Regions from separate parts of the Mus musculus genome. Here region 1 is linked to region 2. Evidence: chromatin contacts called from public promoter capture Hi-C data. All regions are on one chromosome and are shown on one strand. The core of a region is the stretch at or near the end of the contact, and the rest is flanking DNA. Distances in the headings are between cores, read along the strand shown. Region 1 holds the start of 4930557J02Rik (RIKEN cDNA 4930557J02 gene). Region 2 holds the start of Dok7 (docking protein 7).

Region 1 (6,916 bases), core at 3,617-6,116, 940 kb before region 2:
CTGAATGCCAGATGTTCAAGTCCTTCGAGACCAGGAAATGATGCCCCCCAAACTCTCTTGTTGCAGAAGAGAAAACCATGTACTAGCAACTTCTTTGGATGAACTACAGTACCCACTCTATTATAGGGTAAACAGAAAATTCATTCCTGAACAATTTAAAGATGCTCCAAAAGGATGACTATGCTTTGCTTTTATGGAAACTCACCTGCCAAAATTGGTATCAATGGAAGCTCCAAAGTGCAAAATAGCTGCCATAAGCCATAAGCCTGCTTTACAGGAAGAGATAATATAAATATAGATTTGAGTTGTTGTTATTTACGTTTTGTTGAAAAGCAACTTGACTTTTTTGTGTTATGATTAAAGCTACCTCAGTCTGAAGTAGCTTCTCATCATAGCTTCATTCTTTTTAGATAAAATTCTTATTTCCATCACAGAGATTATTTCTTTACTATCTGAATATCTGGTAGATATATTCCAAAATTTCACAAGGCCTTTGCTTTCTCACTTTCAGGAGTATTTGTATGATTTGAGTCTTCCATTTTAACCTCAGAATGGCTCACTGAATTTCAATCATTTTATTTAGTTTTCAATCTTGCATTATTGGCCCTTCAGACTAGTCAGGAGTGTTGGAATCTTTTATGTTAGACCACCTGTTTTAAGAGCATGGAATCCTTCCTCTTTTACGCATATTACCTTCCATTTTGTTTGTTTATTTATAGGTCCTTATTTATACACAGGGTGTCATGTATCCCAGTCTAGCCTCAAACGCTCCATAGATGAGCCTGCTTTTGAACTTCTTCCTACTCTCACTCTCTAAGTGCTGGGATTATAGGGTGTCCATCACACCAGATTTTCTATGATGTTTACTGTAGTATTTCCTGCTGTTGCCTAAGAATGCTGGGCCTCATCTTCTAGTTCTCCTCAATTTCTCTGTCTGTACCTGCACTCTAAGGTAGACTGATCCTCTCTAGGACACATCAAATGAGCTCTTCCTCAACCCTTAGACAGTTTTCCTGTTTGAGAAGTTCCTAAGGGCAGGAGAGGAGAGAAGCAGCTTGACTTAGAGCCAGGGATGGAAAAGCCTCCAGCTATATAGCCTGTCCTAGGAAGCTTCTCATCTTTCCCGTCTCCTTCACCTTTGCCTCAGAACATGGTCTTTCCTTCAGTTTTCCTCAGTTGTCTCTTCACTGGCTACAGCATCCCAATAAGAATCTAACTGAAACAAGTTGGGTCCATTCTACTACTAACTAAAATAACTCTTAGCATCAGAAACACTCTATTTAAATGTGACGTTTTGAAACAATTGCTTTCAATACACAGAACATATTTTAAAACTGCAGGAATTATCATTTTAGTCTTTCCTTTTCTAAATGAGGCACAGGTTAACTTGGCCTTAGGTCAAGCATTCACTTCATGTGAGTGTGGGTAACAAACAAAAACACAGGTCTTACACAGCTAGAAAGTACAGTATTAAAAAATGACTTGCCTTCAACTTAGAACAAAGATCCATTGTAAGGTCGTAGAGTATCTTCAGATTCATAAATACATTCTGACTCTTTAAAAATGAATACATTAAAATTAGATGAACTTAGAAAAATTCTCATCACAGTCTGGGAACTGATATCACTTACAAAAATGTTTCTAGTGACATGGGAAGATGCTCCTCATGTACTGCAAAGTTGTCCCATGGCCTCATCTGGCCAACAACCATGATTGGAACTGCATTTAAAACTCTCATATTCTCATGATGCAAAGACATGGGGGCTCAGAAATAAAGAGTGGAAGCTCTAGATCGGACTTACCAGCATCACTAAGCATCTATGCCAACTTGCATTAAAAGAACATACTCCCTAGTGCTGATTTTCATTCCATGCAGGCCATCTTATTCCTCAATAATATGTGGGAATAATAATAATGATAATAGTAAAAAACAACTAGGCTTAAAGTCATAAATCCAAACTGAACCATCAAATATACCTTGGCTAAGATGAGGAGCAGTAGCATGCGCACATCTAGTACCCCCTATGTAAACTGGGACTGATTATACTGAGGGGACAATTTCTTGCAGTCATGTTTCAGCTTGTTTGGGGACTCTTTGCCATATTGAGTAGGATTATAATGACCTGTGAGGGCAGAGGGATACTTTCCAAGTGCTAAAATGGAATCTTGGCTCCTACATAACCACTCCCCAGGCTGTCAGGACCAGATCTCCATTCCTGTAAGAAGTTCTTCTCTGATTCTGAAATATATTTCATGACCTTCTGGTATACCTTTCAGTGTTTCTGGTATTTACAGTCTATCTATCTATCTATATATCTATCTATATATCTATCTATCTATCTATCTATCTATCTATCTATCTATCTATCTATCTATGGGACACAGACCCTTACTCTACACATGGTAGTTATGAGGATGAAGGGCAGGATGTGCAGGTTCTCACAACTGAATGTTCATCTGTAGTGTTCCACCATGTGGCTGAGAAGGGGGATCATGGTTGTGACTGCACTGCTCGCTAACATATCTCCTTCAGGAGAGGTAGCTTTTGAAGACCAGGGGTATCCACAGCACAAGAGGGCTTGAAGAAACTCACCTTGTCTTCTCTACCTAGACTGAGGTGGCTGTCCCCAAAAGTCAGTCAACAAGAACATGTCACTAGTGCTAAAGATTTACAAAAGGACAGTCCTCTGCTCACAGAGGAGGTGCTACTGACACTAGAGAATCCATAAAAGTATACTATAATGAGACATGCCTGGAAATCTCTCATCTTTATTCATTGACCTCTACCAGAAACACCTCAGCAATAAAGGATTTGGATAGGACAATGACATGAAAATGGGTGCTGGCTATATTCTGGTTACTATTAGATTGTTTATGAAGTGGGAAAAGTTAGGGCTATATTAAGGTAGACAGAACCTTATCTTAAACATCTTACCAAAGTATTTCTTGAGGCTTCTCTGAATGTGCTGCTTGGTTTGACTGTGATGGACTTTTCTAGGTGTTTTGCTACTAAATCTTCAAATGAAGGTGCAGTGTCACTGGGGTCTATGAGCCATGCAGCAACTCTGGGATCTAGTCCTACAAAATCAGCAACTGCAAAGGAAAAGGTCACTTAGCATTCATTCAAGTTACAGGCAATTGTTTCCCATCTTTACACTAAGCAGAGAGTTTTCCAAATATGAAACACAAATGACTGAGAAACATTTAAAGAAATGTGCAACATCCTTAGCCATTAGGGAAATGTAAATTAAAACTACTCTGAGATTCCATCTTACCCCAGTCAGCATGTCCAACATCAATAAAACAATTGACAATGCTGACAAGAATTCTGGCAAATGAGAACATTTATTCATTGCTGTGGGAGTAAATTCAGCCAGTGTGGAAATAAGTGTGGAGGTTCCTCCGGAAGCTGGGAATAGATCTACCTCAAGATCCAGCTATGCCACTCTTGGGCATATATCCAAAGGACTCTACATCTTACTATAGAGACACTAGCTTAATTACGTTCACTGCTGTACTATTCATAATTGCCAGAAATTGGAAACAGCCAAGATGTCCATCTACTGATAAATGGAAAATGAAACTATGGCACATTTACACAATGGAATATCATTCAGTTGTTTAAAAACCAGTGAAAATTTGAAATCTGAAGGTTAAAAGGATAGAGATAGAGAAAAAAATTCCCAAGTGAATAAGCCAGACCCAAAATAGACAAATACTACATGTTTCCTCTTATATGTGGATGTTAAGTTTTTAAGCTTTTGATATGTGTACTAAAATTCAAATAACTACAGACATTAGGTAAGGTCAGTGGGATAGAGAGGATCTTCCAAGAAAGGGGAAATACAATATAGTGCTGTGGGGAGAAGGGGAACTAAACCAGAAGGATTCGATGGGACAGAGGATGGAAGATCCAAGTTAAGTAGGGACTATGAGAGGTACACCTAACACTAAAGGCATTTGAAAAGTCATATGGAAACCCACTATTGTAGAAGCTTCCTAATATAGGCATATATGGAATGAATCTAAATGGAATCACCATATAATGCCACCAAGTAAAATTTCCAGTGCCAGGAAAAAGCTATATATTTTTGAGTTGTTGGCCAAAGGGGTCCCATGGAATCCCTCCAAACATCAGAGACTATTACCAAGGCCATGACTGTTTTCCACCGTAAGGTGGTAAAGCCCTACTGTTGCAAACAACATATATTTATGTTACTGAATGTGAAGAAGTCCAGCTGGTGCCAAACCAGAAGCTTAACCCCTACGTGTTCATAATTACTCTGCCCCCTGACAAGGGTTAAAGACAATTGCTAATATCACCCAGCTATAAACCCTGTTACCTACAATAGCGGCATGACTACAAGATATTCTGATACAATAGTGGCAAAAAGGTTCTGAAAGTACTTTTATATTGGATTTAAGTCCCATTCCATGAAATGGAACCCATACCTGACAATGCTCGCTCGCTCTCTCTGTCGCTCTGTCTTTGTCTCTCTGTCTCTGTCTCTCTGTCTCTCTCTGTCTCTGTCTCTCTGTCTTTCTCTCTCTCTCTATCTCTCTCTCTCTCTCTACCTCTCTCTCTCTCTCATTTTTCAAGATGGGGTTTCTTGGTGAAGTCCTGGCTATTTTAGAACTCTCTCTGTAGACCAAGCTGGCCTCAAACTTAGAGACCCTCTAGCCTCTGCTTTCTGAGTACTGAGATTAAAGGCATATAGCAGCTATTCCCTACCCTTTATACTGTCTTGTTTGGTACTCTCTGGGTTGTAGATCTTAGTATCTGTATCCATTGATGATAACAACAAAGCCCATTGTGACTGTGTTTCAGCGGTCATTCTTTACACTAAAGGAGTATAAACTGGTACAAATATAAGAAGAGTCCAGACATAGGAGGGGAAGTGTCCATGGCAGGTGAAGAAGCAGTGTCTGTGTGGCCAAGAGCCCTTGGAGCAGGTGACATGGTGGCCTGACCACTTTTCTAAGTCTTAGAGACAATGAGAATGGTGACTTACCATGCTTCCAACTGCCATCTTCACCATAGAGCTGCAGCACTGTTCTCACAAAGTCCTTGGCATTAAAACAAACAACGGGACATTTACACCTCAGTGTCCAAAACAGTATGTTCCTAAACAAAAGAAAATTCACCATTTAGATAGTAATTTGGGTCTTGGAAAAATATTGTAATATCAAATTCTATCTATCCTTATGTAGTATATACACACCTCGATTAACTAGTGAATCCTATGAGGTGGGCATTACTTCTTATGTGTATTTCATACACTGTGAAGCTTTGACTCAGGGCTCATCTCTGAGAAAAGCTTCTACTCCTGAAGCTCCTGTGCAGAATACACACACTGGACCTGGTCCAAGCCTCCAAGTGTTCCACCTCTCGGCATGCCAGGTCTTTCCTTCTGCCATTGCACGGTGCCACTCCTACCCACACTGCTGAGGATGGCATATGCTCTTGCATGTCTACTCTTCTCCACCCACAACTTGTGCAACCTGCTCAAGAGATGTTCTGGGCAAGCAGCCTACCCACACACCTTTCACAGAAGGACCCACACGTGCTAAACTGCAGCTTCTTCCATCACCTTATGAACTTCTGAATCTGGGATAACAGTTAACATTTATCATAGCAGATACCAGGCTACCATTTCACAAGGTTGCCACACTGAAACTTAGTCACACTACTACAAGGCAGGCACTCCATCCAGTATGAAGATGAAGAGACTTGGATTCAGATATGTCACACCAAATAGATGGTAAGGTTGGGTTCTGATACTGTATCTTGCTACTGCCAGAAGCCCTAAACCACTAAGCCCAAGTTCCTCTTTATGGAAAAAGTACAATACATTAAAAAGAGCTCTTTGATGGGGTAAGAAAGGAAGAAACCAGGAGTCCAGTAGACATGCACACTGAGTGATGGTGTATAGGTGGATTTTGCTTGCCTGGCTCCATTGATAGACACTGTATAGTGCTTTGAAAGTTATGTGGCTTGGCCTTGATTTGTTAGAACAGGAGACCAAAATGGTAGGGAGGTCAAAGTGCCAACAGCACTGGGTCTTGGCTTAGGTAAAACTGATAAGGGACACAAGAATGAGAATGAAGAAGTTAAGAATGGTAGAAAATGGAATATGGGGACCTCCCTGGCACATGCTGAAGGATACATCTAGGATGAAGTGATCTAATGGCTACCCTGCCTTCTCATGGGGAGAAATACAGGCTGGCTAAAGTCTATCTTGGTAAGACAAACATCAGAAGAGTTTCTTATGGAAGGTGGCTCAGTGGAAAAAAGCACTTCCCACACCAACACCAAGACTGGAATTCAGGTTCTGTTCTAGTTTGCTTCCTGTTGCTGAGATAAAACACCAGAAGCAACTTTGGAAGAATAGGGTTTATTTACTCTTATAGGTTATATTCCATCATCAAGGAAAGTCAGGGCAGGAACCTGGAGGGAGAAACTGAAGCAGAGACCATAAAAGAATGACTGCTGGTTCACGTGCACCAAGATTCAAGTTCAGATACCTTTGCTATACAGCCCAGACCCACCTGTGTGCCAGAGATAGTGGGCTGGCCTCTCCTATATCAATTAGCAAAGTCTGATCAAGGCAAATCTATAGTTAAGGTTCCCTCTTCCCAGATAACTCTAGGTTTGTGTCAAGTTGACAGCTGAAGCCACCTATGACAGATTCCCAGAACCTATGTAAATTCGTTGTGTCCTGCCTGAAATCCCATCACTGGGGAGACAGGGATCCCTACAGCAAGCTGGCTAGCTAGACTAGTTAAATAGATGAGCTCTACATTTAACAAGAGACTCTGCCTCAATAAAATAAAATGCATACATAAATGTGCATGTATATACACACACGTGCAAACACACACAACTCATACACATGCAAAATTTCCTAGTATATAT
Region 2 (7,088 bases), core at 2,870-5,369:
GTTATTTCAGAAAGTCTTTTCTGGAACACAAGTGCACTTAGAGCTCAGAGACATGAAACAACGCCGTTTATCTAGTTCATGCTTTTTAGGGATGGGCTAGACTCTGCAGGGTGGTTTTTCTGTGTTGAACTGGACTCTCCATAGTGTAGGCTTTGGGGTTATCAGTGGGTTGTAGGCTTTTATACCTCAGGAATGGGTGGCTCTTGACTGGAGCTCGGGGAGGAAGGACCATATGAATCTCATCACCTAGCAAACTCACCTGGGCGTGTTCCCATGACAGAGGCAATGCTACAAAAAGAAAAGTGGGGGTGAGCTTTCCTTGGCCTTTTTCTTTAATCAAAGTAAGCCAGGTTTAGAAGGTGAAGACGTTCATCTCTTGGTGTGAGGGTATGCATGACCACATTTTAAGGGGGGCAGGTGTAGGGAAGGAATTTTTTGCAGGTATCTTAGGTCATTTTGTGTTGCTATAACTGAACACCTGAGACTGGATAATTTATGAAGAAGTTCATTTGGCTCGTAGCCCTGGGGATTGGAGTTTCAAGAGCGTGGCTCTGGCTTCTGCTGGGTGTCTGCTGAGGCCTTGTGCTGTAGTATAATGTGGTGTAGGATGTTACAGCTTGAGATAGAGCTCTTCCCCTTCTTGCAAAGCCATTAATTCCATCAAGGGGTCCCACTCCTGTGATGACACTAACCCCTACACCCAAGCCTCACCTCCAAATACTATTAACTTAGGAATTTGAATGTTACGTCTCCAAAGGGTGATCATAGGGGGCGCATTCAAACCCCAGCACAGCCACTTTCTTCCTCTGTTGCCTGTGGCATTGGTTGCTGTTTTTGTCACTCCAGGGCAGTCATTAGCCATCTGAACTAATTAGCCTATAGAGAGAGGTTCTCGGGTTCATGGCTTCAGGGCTTTTAACCGTGATTGTCCTCATTTGCCTCAAGCCTGCAGCAGACCTATGCAGCAGACCTTTGCAGCAGACCTATGCAGCAAAGCAATGCTCTCAGTTGAAGGCTAAGGCACAAAAGAGACAGAGGAAGAACCCGGTTTTCCCTGTCACACCCTGAAGACCCTTCTCAGGCCCCACCCTCTTAAAGGTCCCACTATTTCCAATAGCAATAGGAGCTGGGACCAAGCTTTGGCATGTGGGGTTTGGGAGCCACTCCAGGTCTAAAAGATAGCAGTTGCCTGGACAGAACAGCCCAGAAAAGACTAGGCAATGAAACAGGCAGCCCTTCTGTTACTGCCATGTTTGGTTTCTTTGCAGCACACGAAATAAACCTATTTCCTTAAAATAAAAATTATTATTTGGCAATTTAAGAGGCTGGAGGTTCATCCTCAAGGGGCCGTCAAATTCAGCCCCCAGGTCCTCCCCGTATGAAGACAGCTGCCTTTTTGATGGACCCTTCTATGCCTTTTTCTGTGTGCAGAAGAGAGAGCACTCTTCGGGATCTCTTTGTCATTTTATAAGGACACCTGTCCTAACAGATTAGGGCCCTTGTGTATGACCTCATTTACCGTAAATACTCTCTTAGAGGCTCCACGTCTTCATGGTCACATGGGGGTGAGAACATCAGCGAATGCCCGGGGAGCTGGGGGTGGGGGTATCTAGTCCATAATACCCTTCCTCTCATCATGTGACTAGTGACAAATGTTTGCATGATAGTTTAGTTTGTGTAATGGCTGGACTCAGAAGTGGTAGTCAGCTCTACCCACTCGGCACTTCCTGGAGTCCTCTGTACAGTTTCCCTCAGTGGAAGGGATAATGGGGTTGTGAGTCTTGGTGCCTGCCACAGCCCGCTGGAGTGTGTCTGTCCGGCATTCCCAGTTACCTAGAGATGCCAAGGCAGGCAGACAGGCCCCCTAGTTCCACTCTCCCCTGTGTATGTAAAGGGATCATTTGAGAGCCTCTTGCATATACAATCATCCCTGACAGAGGTGACAAAGCCAGGCAACAGCAGGAAATGGAGGCCACGTGATGGTGTGCATGCTCTTGTCTGGTAGGTGGCAAGTACAGCATCTCACAGAGGTCTGTGACTGCAGAGCCACCGATGGGACAACATCCTGAGATCATGGGTGCGGTGGCGGTGGTCTGACTGGCCACAGTGTGTAGCAACAGTACTGTGGTGGTGAGCTCAGACAGTGGTACAGCTGTGACCACAACTGGAAGCTCCCTGTGGTGTCCAGTGTCCAGTGGTGCCAGGCAGAGGGGTGTTGGGGCTAAGTGTCATCCTGCCTCACATGTGACTGGGCCTTCCTGCCATCTCACTCCTTCCAGCTGTCACCTTGATTCTTCAAGAGGCTTAACATCCTTCTGGTCAGCTGCTTTGGTGGTCAGAGAGAGTTTCATCATGTAGAGCCCCAGCAACTCTGGTTGTAACATCTGGGGAAACTGAGGCACAAAGAGGGCCAAGGTCATAAGAATTCTTTCTACAAGGCCAGACCGAGTCCTCCATTGGCCGATTTTTGGCAGACTTGGACCACAGGGCTGTCCTCTAGGTCATGTGGAGTGGGAGAATAAAAGCTGTCTATCCCCATGGCGCCCGCATTTCCGGGGCCAGTGCGGGAGCAGGTGCAGCTGCCAGGCGTGGCTAGAGTTTGGGCCAAGGCCAGCGCTTGGAATGCAGCAGGACGTGGCCCCTCCCTGAAGGGAAGAGCAAGTGCCAGCCGCCTGGGCTGGAGGATATGCTCATGGCCACAACCCCCAAATGACTCCACACCGGCTGTCCTGAGTCGGTTCCCCAGGGGCCTTCAGTGTGTGGGTAGTATGAATGGGGCTCTGTGGCCAGCAACAGTTTAGTGGAAGGCACTGGTGTGCCACATAGGTTATACAGGATAGAGGAACATATAGAGTGCCTTCCTAGACCTGGTGCCCTCTCCCCATCAAGATAACCAGGAAAACATTAAAAGCAGCCCTGTGACCCACTGAAGGTTTGCCCTCCAGATTCTCTAGAGGGGCTGTGGCAAGGACTCTCGGGTTGAGTACTGCTCTGGGGTCAGTACTTGTGGGTCCATCCTGGCCATGAGTCCTGACACCACTCTGACCCTCAGTTTCTCTATAAGGGGTAGACAGGAAGCAGTCTAAAGAGTCTGGGCAGGATATAGTGAAGACGCACGCACTGCGCGAACAGTTTGACACGTAGCCCTTTTCTACCCGGGTCAGAGCTCCTTGGGGTCGGGGATCAGGATGGGCAAATTCATCAAGCTTCATTGTGTGTCTGAGTTTATTTTGCTAGATGCAGTTAGTTGGCAATTGTGGGTGTTCTCTGTTCCCTGGGGTGCTAAGTCATGTATCTGGGGAGTCTATGACATAGGTCTAACAAATGCTTAAGTTCCACAGTAAGCTGGGGTGGTGGTATAAAACTTAGCACCGGCCTTAAGCAACCTTAACCTGGGCAACAGGCTGGGGTAGAGAAATTCAGAGGCTCTGAGGGCATTTGGCTGGACAGGGGGATACTAGGTGAGGCTGTTCCCAGGCAGCATGGATCCCTAGGCTCTTCATGCTGTAAGGCTGGTGCAAGCTGGCCTTCAGAAGTAGGAGAGACCAGCCAGGGAGACCTGGGGCAATGAGGTGACATAGTGGGCTCTGGTCCTGGCAGCCACTGAGGTCTGCTCTGCCAGATACTCAAGTTGAATGGGAGGGACAGTGACCTGAAGAGTACATATGCCCACTTTCTCATCTGCCTGGAGGGCGGCCACCTCTGGCGATGGGGAAGGCCTAGGGACTGGATAATGTATTGGACCTGGGCTGTTGGTCTGTTGTCAGGGGTGCCTCGTGGCCCCATGAGATGGAGGAAGGGCAGGTGCAAAGGATGAAGCCATTGAAGCCAAACCAAAACTGGGACTGGGCAGGCACAAGGCCACAAAGCCTTCTGTGGGGTTGTCTTGGGACAGTTTTCTTCCCTTTGGGAAACTGCCCCTGTCCCAGTTTCTCCTCCCAGGCTGAGTTTCGTTCTCCAGAGGCTGCTTCAGATGGTCTTAAGCAGTGGTCCTGAGACCTGGCAGGAGCAGCGTGGGCTGGCAGCCAGCAGAGTGCAGAGGCTGTCCAAGGCCACTGCCACCTACTGGCTTGCACTTTACTAGGGTCTTAAAGACTGAGGCCCGGGGTGCCCCGCCCAGTCTCCCCCACATCCAGGTCCCCGTGTCGCTGCGCCCCGCCCGCCGCGCCGGGCCCGCCCTCCTGGCGCAGCCCAAGGCCCTCCCGGAGCTATTTTGAAAGTGACCCTGGGCTCAGGCGCCCAGGACGCGTGGAGAGGGCGCAGCGGGCGGCGGGAACCATGACAGAAGATGACCGAGGCAGCGCTGGTGGAGGGCCAGGTCAAGCTGCGGGACGGCAAGAAGGTTGGGGCGCCGCGGGGGCGCGGGGCGGGGGCGCGCTTGGGTGGGGGCGGGGGCGCGGAGCGGGCGCGCGCGGGCGGCTTCTCACGCTGTCCTGTCTCCGCAGTGGAAGAGTAGGTGGCTGGTGCTGCGCAAGCCATCGCCGGTGGCAGGTGAGCGGCGGGGCCGCGGGCGGGACGGCGGGTGGCGGGTCTCAGCGAGCCATCCGGACCCTGCCGGCCCTACAACCGGTGGCTGAGGTGCCAGCTCTCCCGAAATAGCCGCGGGGGAGCCGCTGAAACCCAGCCCCACGGCGGTAACCGGAGAGTCGAAGCCGCTCGGGCGCCCGGACCCTGGGACCTGGCCACCCGCAACACAGACCTAACCGGTCCCCGAGTGTGGTGTTGTGGGGGTCCCAGTTCCTGTGTGGGCCAACACCTTTCCTGGACCAGCAGAAGCCCAGAGGGGCTGCAGCCTACCCATGGAGGAGCAGGCAGAATGTGCCTCGGTGATATAGGTGTCCTGGTGAAAATGTATCAGGAATTCCTAAGCCGCATCCCAAGCAGTGCCACCTCCTCCCAATCCCATACCCTCAGGTAGAGAAAAGATGGTCTGCCAGGTAGGAAGAGTCCTGTTTCTGTGTCCCAGGACCTTTACTTTGTTTGGGGGAGACACACTTCTGAGAAAAGAAAGTGGTACCAGGGTCTGCTCCCCTCAGTATGAGGAGAGCCAGGAAGGAGCCAGGGCAGCTCTGCAGCTCCAGCCTGGGACTGCAGCTGTTTCGGGAGACAGGTGCCTTGGAGTTGGCCCAGGATCCAGGGGTCTGTAGGGGAAGTTGGGTGGGGGCGCGTGTGTGGCTGCCTCACACATGTGCAGGCAGCCAGAGTGACTTCCAGGATGCTGGTGCCTGTCAGCTCCCTGGAGGGGTGGCACAATTCACTAGCTGCTTTTGTGAACAGTCTCCTTTTGTCTGGCTCCTGGTTCCACGGTGTCTTCACTCAGTCCTTCAAGCCCAGACCTTCTGTGGCAAAGCCTGGAGGGCTTCGGGGGGGGGGGGGGGCACGGTTCTTGTCTTTGGCATTCCAGGATATCCGGGGAGAGGGTGATTGGAGACTGGGGAGGGGAAGGGACCCTGGACACTGCCAGGCTTGGGGGCTGGATGGAGCAGTAGAGAAGTAAAGTCCACAGAGAATTTAAGTGGCTTTGATCAGCTGTGGTCCGTGTGTACCAGTCTGGCTGGTGAGGGATCCTGGGGAAGACTATGGAGTTAGGTCTGTCCCAGAGAGCATCCTGAAGTATGCTCACCGACTCTGTGGGAATCTAAGAGCCTCATGTATTCTAGGCAGTGAGTAGGCCAGAGGTCCCCAGGGGTGGGACTGGCAAAGGAACCTGGATTACAAGCTGTCCCCAGATGGGACTCTGAGGTTGAGCTGGGATGTGTCAGAGGTAGGAAGTGACTGAGTCAAAAGTGGAGGGTGTGGCCTGTCTCTCTAGCCTGTCCCTCCTGAGCCTACTTGCTGTCCCAAGACCTCTTCCTGAGCTACACAGCCCATAGCCTCCACCTCCCACTGTGGCTTTCTCCTCCCACCTGCCCATCTTATCCCACTGGAGACTGGATCTTCCCTACCCCACCCTCTCCCTCCCTCTAGACGGAGGCTGACACCTGTGTCCTTGAGGACCTGAGGTCTGGACTCTGTTGATCTGGTATGGGAGGGAGAGAACAGCTCTGTTTTCTTGTCCTGAGAAACCAATGGGTCCTTGGCTTTAAAATTGTGACTTCCTTTGTGGAGGCTCATGGGAGGTAGTTGAGAGGGACCAGGAACACAGAGTTCTTTGTCAGCTCTCTCTCTCTCTCTCTCTCTCTCTCTCTCTCTCTCTCTCTCTCTCTCCCTCCCTCCAACACAGCTGCTGGGCCATCGTGCTCCAAAGGGCCCACTGATGGGAAGTTCTTCCTACCAGGCTTGTCTCAGTGTGGGATCTCAGAGTGGGACTGTGTGCCTGGTGAGGGATGGACGTCTGGGTCATCTCTCTGGGCAGACCTTCAGGAGAGGTCCTGGGCAGTGGCTCACTGAGATCAGAGCTTTGGTTCTTAGCCTGTCTTCTTTGTGGTGTGGTCTCTTGGTGGAGAGCAGGAGACAGCCCGTGGACCATCCTCAGCAGTGGTTCCAGCAGCCGGACAGTATTCTCAGAGAATGCTAATCTGTTGCTTCCCATGTGGGCTGTTTCAGGGGCTTCATCTAGCTTGGGAAATCCACTAGGAGGGAACCACATTCTGAACCTGGCAGAGAAGCCAGGGTCCAGACAGAGGGGTAAGGGAGATTTTATACCCTGTCTTTCTCTGGGGCTTTGCCCTTCATTCCTGAAAGCTTGGGATCCCTAGCTCAGCCCCATCTGTAGGCAGCCATGGTATGACTGTCCCAGAGAGGTGCATGACCCCACCTGCAGGAGGATGCCCCACCCACTGCTCATGAGGACTGCAGAGGTCTCAAGCCCACCCACAGGGGACAGAAGCCTTGAATATGGGGTCCTATGCAAGACAGAGCTCAGGAAACCCTAACTTTGAAGTTGGTATCTCTGAAAATGGCAGGTGTATTTCAGGAAAACCGAGACCCCGTGATTGGTGACCCAATACTTCCTGAGTTGGCACCTCTAGCTTTGGATTATCTAGATCTCTGCCTCCTTCCCAGTGGGAGCGTGTGACACCTCAGCCCAAGGCTGAGACAGGGCAGGATGGCAGCTAGACCTCTCTCTTCATGGGGACATCACAGGG

Evidence for each region. Promoter capture Hi-C pulls out the DNA fragments that hold promoters and counts their contacts.
Region 1: a promoter capture Hi-C map of pre-B cells shows a contact between it and region 2, with 4 times the contacts expected there. The contact joins the promoter of 4930557J02Rik here to the promoter of Dok7 in region 2. A contact is called at or near these places in 12 of 39 promoter capture datasets (the 3T3-L1 cell line, 3T3-L1-derived adipocytes, the C10 cell line and 7 more) and 1 of 9 other capture datasets (liver).

What each region holds. Positions count from the first base shown.
Region 1 is chr5:34,113,874-34,120,789 of GRCm38.p6, forward strand. 4930557J02Rik (RIKEN cDNA 4930557J02 gene) reads left to right here and starts at 4,867. Exons shown (of 4, transcript NR_040703.1): 1 at 4,867-5,248; 2 at 5,334-5,762. Poln (DNA polymerase N) reads right to left here. Exons shown (of 25, transcript NM_181857.4): 6 at 5,013-5,125; 7 at 2,936-3,093; 8 at 1,487-1,555; 9 at 206-266.
Region 2 is chr5:35,052,647-35,059,734 of GRCm38.p6, forward strand. Dok7 (docking protein 7) reads left to right here and starts at 4,120. Exons shown (of 10, transcript NM_001348478.1): 1 at 4,120-4,342; 2 at 4,446-4,491. The coding sequence starts at 4,289.